Linked DNA regions of Mus musculus: region 2 is linked to region 1. The links are chromatin contacts, called in public HiChIP or PLAC-seq maps. All regions are on one chromosome and are shown on one strand. Each heading gives the region's core, a stretch centred on a gene start, on an enhancer-like site or on the middle of the called end of the contact. The rest is flanking DNA. Distances are from core to core; before and after follow the strand shown.

Region 1 (3,846 bases), core at 385-2,884:
TGTTTCAATGCTTTATAGGTAAGCACAAAGAATAAGGACTTTACAACCATGCGCCTCTAGTCAACTAAGGAGCTGGGAACAAATGAGAAAAGGAGGGAAGAAATGATAAACCTTAAAGAATGCAAATAACGGGAATTTTGAGGGTGGGGGATGGGTTGTAAGTCAAGGGAAACCACGCAACCTCAGGCTGTACAAACTGTAAATTACTGATCAGTGTTTGCCCTTGAGGTTACAAGGGAACGCCTGCTTGTGAAGCAGAAAGCAAAGAATATTTTAGCATCGTGTGCAGTTGCATTTAGACCTAAGGAAAGGCTGTCCATATGAATGTTTGGGCAGTCTCCACTCTGACTTCACTGTTCCAATCTTCCATATTCTGAATAGTCCCTGTCTACAGCTCAATCGCATGCAGCAGCTGCCAGTGGCTGGCATTCTTGGACTAACTCCTGATGTCCCCAGGAGTGCCCCTGCCTCACAGAATGCCTTCGTGCCAAGGGTCAGCCACATCCGGATACACTGGAAGAGATCAGTTGGGCCTCAGGATTGCTGCTGGTGGTGAGAGGCCTCTTGCTGGACCCGACACAGGAGCTGTGGGAAACCCAAAAACAATGGTCAGCTGCAAACTGCAGCAGGGGTACCCCTACTGGTCAGGAACTAGCAGGAGTTCTGAGAATCCTCCCCATTCCTCTACACAACTGGGGAAAGTGGGCATCTCCCTCACCCCTTACCCCAAGTAGGTTTCATTTGCTATTTTTTCTCAAGTGGGAGTTAATCACTAGTGAACTAATGAATGCAGTTATGGCGCAGCAGTGAATTAATGAATACAATTATGCCAGCAGATTTGAAAACTGCCTTGTCCACACATAAGGATGTACTGTAGTCATTGTCAGGAGAGAATGGACAACTTGGTTTTGCATCTACCTGGAAGGAAATTAGGAAATAATAGTCTGTCCCCCTCCACCCCCCAGCACACTCCCTCCCATCCTACCTAAAACCTAGTGCATTTTATTTATATTTATTTATTTACTTATTTGTAGTGATGTTTATTTTTAAGAAATAACATTTTAAATCAATTCCCAAAGAAAGCTGGCCTTTCTTATTCTTTTCACATTGATCCAAGAAATGCTACGTCAATGTGTATGACAAATAGATACAAAAACAAGCTTTCTTTTCATTTTTTTTTTTTAATCAATACCCGAATAATGACCAGAAGCAAAACTCCACCGGTGCGTCAGCAAGCAGGATGCTCGGCCCTTCAGCTCCATCCTTCCCCTCGCAGCCCCTGCAGCGCCAGGCCACTAGAGAAGGTAAATTATGTAGGACAGAACCACCAGGCCTATGATGGCAAAGAACATGAGGATGAAAATATCCAGCATGGCTCAGTACAAGCAGAGGAGTCCCCTCGATTCCGGGGAAGTGGGAGCTGCAAGCGTGGAGGTCGGTCAGCGCGGAGAAATGGCTCCTCTTCCCTCCCGCTTCCTGTTCCCTCCCCCTCCCGGGGACCTGAAGCTAAGGGATGCTGCAACCCCATCAGCAACTTACTCTCCACCTCCACCATCACGGCCAGCCAATCACAAAGTCCACGGTGGGTAACCAGGGAACAGCTACTTTTAGACCAGGCAAAACCGGAGAGGTTTAATTTCTTCCCAGGAAGCCAGCCCCGCCCCTTTGTGTGGAAAAAAAAAAACAAAACAAAAAAACCGCTATCTCTATTTAGATACAGTTTCTGCACTGAGTGGGCTGCTCCGGAAGGTGTGAGCGGAGGATCTCTACAGACTCCTTAGGAATGGATTTTTCTGCCTTCCTTTTTCCTTCTCCCTCTCACACATCTCTGGTAATCTATCTCAGAAGACAAATTGTTGCCAGTTTTGTGGGCCATTACCTAGTTCAGAGAACATAGAGGAAGGTCTCATGTGAGTCTCAGGAGGCGAGGGGTGGGGGTAGGGCGACCCTGGGCATGGATCTGAGTTTTCTCACTGTGCTGGGGGTCATTTCAACCAGTCTGAAGTCTTTTAAAGCCTGAGCTCAAGGGTGGTCAGGAGCTTGCGTGATAAATTTAACAACTTGTCAATAGGGGGCAGGAGTCAAAGCGAGCCTCTCACATTCCACCAGACGCTGGCTTGCCTTGTTGGTCTGGGAGATCCTCAGAGCCCAAGCTCATTTGTGTCACATGAGGTCTCTCCTTCCCTTCTGTGGTGCCAGTTTCCCCCGTTTGTTTTCTCTGGATCTTCTGAATTTACCTCGTGTCGTCATCAGAGAAAACAGCAAAAAACCCACTCACACCCGCTCCTAGTGTCTAGAGATGCAAATCCAAGCATGGTTTTGTTGTTTCTTTTTGTATTATTATTAATTATTGTTGTTGTTTTATTTTGTCTTGAGGGAGTCTCAGTTAGCCCAGGCTGGCCCTTGACTGGATTCTCCTGACTCTACCTCTCAGCCTCTGAGCACTGCCATTACAGCTGGCTTTCATGTGGTTTCTTCTGAGGGACCGAATCTTACAAAAACTCAATGATAGGGCTCAAGGGGTAATGGTGTTGTACACCAAACCTGAGGACCTGAGTTCAATCCCTGGGGCCCACAGTGGAAAGACAAGGACTCCTTTCTGTTAGTTGTCCTGTGATGTCCACACATGCCCTTTGGTGTACACACACATACATAAACAATCACATTAAAAAAAAAAAACCCACACCCACTGCGATGTATTTTGATTCTTTCTGCTTTGTGTTGTGTACCAACTGTTTATTAAAAAGGAAAGGATTTCTATAGGTCAGTTTCTAAGGTCTGGCATTCTTAGACTCTCCCCAAATATTTTCTTTGAAGGGTCTAGACCTTGAGATCTTAATAACCCCCTTTCTTTTTTCTTTTCTTTTTTTTTTTTTTTTTTTTTTTTTTTTTTTTTGGTTTTTTGAGACAGGGTTTCCCTGCAGCCCTGGAACTCACTTTGTAGACCAGGCTGGCCTCAAACTCAGAAATCCACCTGCCTCTGCCTCCCGAGTGCTGGGATTAAAGTCGTGCACCACTGCGCCCGGCCAGTAACACCCTTTCTAACAGGAACTTAGTCCACTCTCAAGAGGGGAGCCCTCCTGAGCAGGCGAGTCCAGCAGACAAGGCCACACTGGGTCACAGGCTTTTGGGCTGCTCTTGGGAAACTCGAACGCTGCTAGGTCCTTCCCCTGCCTGGAGCACTCCCCACACTCAGCTCACTCAGATTACACTTAGCCCTTGCCTCTCCCTGCTGTTCCGGAGGGAGTCCAGAGAATGCTTTCACGTGAAACCCAGGTAGGAAATGCCCCTCTCCACAAAGCCTCTGGCCAGGTGGCTGCCGACCAGGAGTCAGGGTCCAGCGGTGCTGTATTGCTCAGCACAGATGCCTTCCCAGGAGCAAAGAGGCTGCAGTGTTTGCCATCAAGCTGGCTGGGGACGGGCCATCCCAGAGCTGGGAGACGGGAGAGGGAAGACTGCCTCCCGCTGCCTGCCAGACTACCCTGTGGAGGGTTTCTCCAGGCTCCGTGGCTCTGTGGGCTGTCCTACTTGCTATCAATTTACAAGTCAAACGTGGCAGTACACTCTGGGCTAGAAAGCCTGAGCTGAGCTCACTGGTTGGCTTGAACTCTTGCAGAGTAGCCTGCTTCCCAAGGCCAGCAGGAACTTGAATGAATGACACCTCCCAACTGTCCAGGAGGACACTGGTGGCTAGAAGGAAGATGCTTAACTGAAGAGGGAGGACAGTGTGAGGGGCCCTCTGAACTCAGGGAATGCCAGCCTCGAGTGTGACAGTACCCCAGGGTGGGCAGAGCTGTCACTGGTGATGTCACTGAAGGGCCGGGCTATGTCCTCAAGGAGAAAGCA
Region 2 (3,846 bases), core at 790-3,289, 610 kb before region 1:
CTAGGGCCTAAGCAAAGGTTCCGTTGGAGAAACTGGTCCCCCAACCAATTTGTCCTCTCAGCTAGGCCACTCCAAACTCTGGCTCTCCAGCCCCAGCAGCTCCTGCCCCACCCTCTCTCCTACCCTCCCTGCTGCCTTGTTTACTTCCTGAATCTTGCCCCACCTAGAAAGCCCCAGGGGCGAGTGGCAAGGCCTAATGTTTGGGGCCAACTGCAAACAAGGCCACCATCTCCTCTTCCCAAGATGAGGCGAAGGGTTCGTGGGGCAGACACTGAGCTGCTGGCCTGGGCAGCCTGAGATCCGGCTCTGGACCAGCACAGGAAGCTAACACCCATCAGGACTTGGGGAGGGAAGTGGGGGGGGGGGGGGGCTTAACCTTTCCGGGTACCGGGAGCAGGTGGGGAGGTAGGAAACCCTGAGTTGACCCAAAGTTGATGCTCCACCCATTCCGCCGGGGTTGGGGGGGGGGTGGGAACATCCAATGAAATAAAGCGGGCGGGACAACTCTTTTAATGTTTAATTTGGGAAGAATGCTAGAGTTCTCTGTAGAGTTAATCATTAGTTTGCCTTCGGGGAGAACACAAACACACACACACACACACACACACACACACACATTAGCACGCGCTATTGGGGGAGAGCAGAGTCCAAGCTAGACAGACTCATGACCCAGAAGGCATTGCATTCTTGGGGGGAAAAGAGGGAGAAAAGGTTGAAAATACTATCAGCTGTCCCTCAGATGCACTCTGTCTCCATCCTACCATGAAAACCCAGACCTAACTAGGTCTTTCCCCCAACTTCAGCCTCAGGCAGGCCCACATACCCGGCCATACACTGTTTTCCAGGCCCCGAACTGCAGACCTTCACACTACACCCACCCCTCTAGCTTTCTTTGTCCACACTCATTTGCAGCCAGGAGGGATCCGCAGCCTGCTGAGCTTCCGTATCGGAGATGGGACCACAACGTGGAGAGATGCAGTTCCAACCATTGCGGGAGTCGCTCTCCCTTACTCCCCTCCGAATGGGAACCCCAGATTGTAGTAAACTGAGCTCAATAAGGTATTGAAGGGCAACCTCCGGATCTAGCACCCCCTACTAACTGGTGTTGGGTAAGAACTAGTTTTAGCCGGAAAGTCAAGATTTCAGGTGATGGAGAGACCTTACCTCGGGTCTCAGGGAGCAAGATGAGGAAGGGGAAGGATTGGTGATGCCAAGCAACAAACAAAACAAACAATGCAGCGCAGAGAGCATCAGGAGTGTGACTCTTTCCTTAGGGACCCAGACCTAACTTGCATCCCATCCCATCCCATCCCATCCCCCAAGATGAAGTTCCCGCTTCCGCCTTTACCCAGACCATAGCTCACCTGCCTGAGGCCACCGGTTTAGGGAGGAAGATTCCAGGCCTTAACTATCACCCACCCCCCTTCTCCCCCACCCCCACCCCCACCCCCCGCCTCTGGCCTGACCTCGCCGAGAGAGGGCGGTCAGGGGGGAGAGCGTGGCAGCCTCCCGGCCATCTAACTGGGCAGCAGGCCAGATCCGCTCGATGCAGGCACAACCTGGGGCCCTCGGTGAGGCTGGGGGTAGGAGCAGATTATCTAAGACCGATCTCGGTCGGCTTACCTGGAGCACCTCCAACAGAAGGAGCCGGACACCCGGCCCAAAGTCTGGCTCTGTCTAGAGATCCCAGACACTTAGATTTGATTTCGAATCCTTTCTCTCTTCTCTACAGATGGTAGAAAGGCTATCCCGCCTTTGGAATGTTGAGGCGGGAGAATATAGAGCGAGCCCTGCGTATCCAGATTCCAGGCCCAGGGAAACTAAAATTATCTCGGGCAGGTAAGGGCGGAGCCTGAGAGGCTCCCTGGAGAAGGAAGCGCAGGAGGAGGGGTGGAGACTCCTCACAATGCACCGCCTCGAATTGCTCTTGCCCTTCCTACTGAGCAGCAGGTGCTAGGAGAGAGGGAGAGAGAGAGAGAGAGCAGGTGCCCCGGAGAGAACAGGCTGGACAGAGAAAAATCTAGAATCCTGACTACATGGGAAGGGGAGTTTGGAGGCTGTTTGTTAAACGCGAATGGTCCCGCCCACTCCTACTCGTCCCATTCCAATGATGGTCAGTTCATTGGTCAAGCTAGGGGGCCGTCTTCAGCTCGGATCTCACCCCCTAGGGCAAAGGGCACTGGGCTTAAAAGGGAAGCCAGAAGAGGTGCTCTGCCCTTTGACCTCCAACCACAGTCCAGCCGCCCAGGCTGTTGTCCTGGCCCTGCTAAAATACCCAAGGTGCACCCTCTCTTCCGAGGCAAGTCCAGGGTCTCACCTTCCTAGTTTCAAGTTTAAGAGTGGCAAGGTGGCCTAGTGGGAGGGGCCACAGTTCTGGTGACCGTTGTGGCCTGATGCAGATGGCTTCTATTACAGCAGTTACTCCAGCTTTCTGGTTCAGCTCACAGCAAACATTGGAGGATCAGGAAGAGGGGTTGAGAGTCCCCAGATCAAAGGCAGCGGGCCACCTCCCAGCTTCCTATGGCTAAGAGTTAAGAAAACAAACAAGCCACTGGGGCGATAAGGGGTCTGCCCTGAGGAAGCACAGCCTCCCTTAGCTTTTCCGCTTGAAAAACTAATGTGGAAAGCCACCGTGGAAGTGTGTGCCTTTTAATCCCAGCTCTCTAGGGGCAGGGGCAGGTGGATCTCTGTGAGTTCGAGGCCAGCATGGTCTACATGGACAGTGAGGACTGTACAGAGAAGCCCTGTTTCAAAAACAGAGTGACGACAGACAGACAGACATCAGACAGACTAGTATGAATAGAGCAAAGCAAAAAGGTGAGGAAGGGGCAGGTTGCTTGGGCCAGGAAGCAATTTGAACAAATTGCAGGAGACAATTTCCTCATTTCCAACCTAGCAGACCTGTGCTTGGCGCTGGGTATACAGAGCAAAACAACAAAAACAGACCCGCCCTTTGCTGGCTGCAACCCAGTCGGGGAGACTGACCTTTAAGAGTCACACAAATAAGAAATGACAGGTGACAAGTTTGCCAGGTGAGTGACTCACAGGAGGCAGGGAAGGCCATGAAAACAAAGCCAGGGAGGACCTGGCAGTGAGTGGGAACCAGAGGGGTTAACCTGCCATGGTGGACCCCCAGTGTGGAGAAGCAGCTGCTGGGAGGGAATGCAGAAGAGAGTGGGGGTGGACAGGAACGGAGGCCATCAGGTAGTCTGGGCAGGTCTTGCAGGTACGGGAGGGGTGGAGGGAAAACACTGCAGCTCTTAAAAGGGGGGAACACAGTCTCTTAAGCTGCTCTGGAAAGAGCAGACCCGTGGGCCCCTCCTCAGCTACCAGAGTCTCAAAGCACTGAGGAGGCAGAGCCCCAGGAATGTGAGATATTGACAAGCCCTCAGGTGGCTGTTTTGCAAACCAGGTTTGAGAGCCATCCATCCTGTTTGTCCAGACTGGCAGGAGGAGTGGGCAGAAGCCAGACCCTGCCAGGAGTGCAGGGCTGCACTCTGAAAAAAGATCACTATGTAGAAGGCTGAGCTGGAGGAAAGCCAGACTCCAGCTGAATGAGTGATATTCTCTCTCTCTCTCTCTCTCTCTCTCTCTCTCTCTCCCCCTTCCCTCCCTCCCTTCCTGTCTGTCTGTCTGTCTGTCTTTTGTTTTTCAAGATAGGGTTTTTCCCTGTAACAGCCCTGGCTGTCCTGGAACTTGTTTTGTAGACCAGGCTGGCCTACAAAGATGCTCTCGAACTCACAGAGATCAGCCTGCCTCTGCCTCCTGCCTCTCTAGTGGTGGGATTATTACAGTCATGTGCCACCATGCCTGGCTCCATTTCTTTCTTTCTTTCTTTCTTTCTTT

The links. HiChIP or PLAC-seq counts read pairs in DNA pulled down with a chosen protein or histone mark.
Region 2: an HNF4G HiChIP or PLAC-seq map of pancreatic cancer cells shows a contact between it and region 1. The contact joins the promoter of Grb7 here to the promoter of B230217C12Rik in region 1. A contact is called at or near these places in 1 of 39 promoter capture datasets (cranial neural crest) and 1 of 115 datasets of contacts at active chromatin or transcription factors (pancreatic cancer cells).

The regions. Positions count from the first base shown.
Region 1 is chr11:97,838,923-97,842,768 of GRCm38.p6, reverse strand. B230217C12Rik (RIKEN cDNA B230217C12 gene) reads right to left here and starts at 1,634. Exons shown (of 3, transcript NR_169086.1): 1 at 1,540-1,634; 2 at 1,193-1,295; 3 at 1-585.
Region 2 is chr11:98,445,027-98,448,872 of GRCm38.p6, reverse strand. It overlaps Grb7 (growth factor receptor bound protein 7), which reads right to left and starts at 2,039. Exons shown (of 15, transcript NM_010346.2): 1 at 1,624-2,039. It also overlaps a transcript of Mien1 not described here.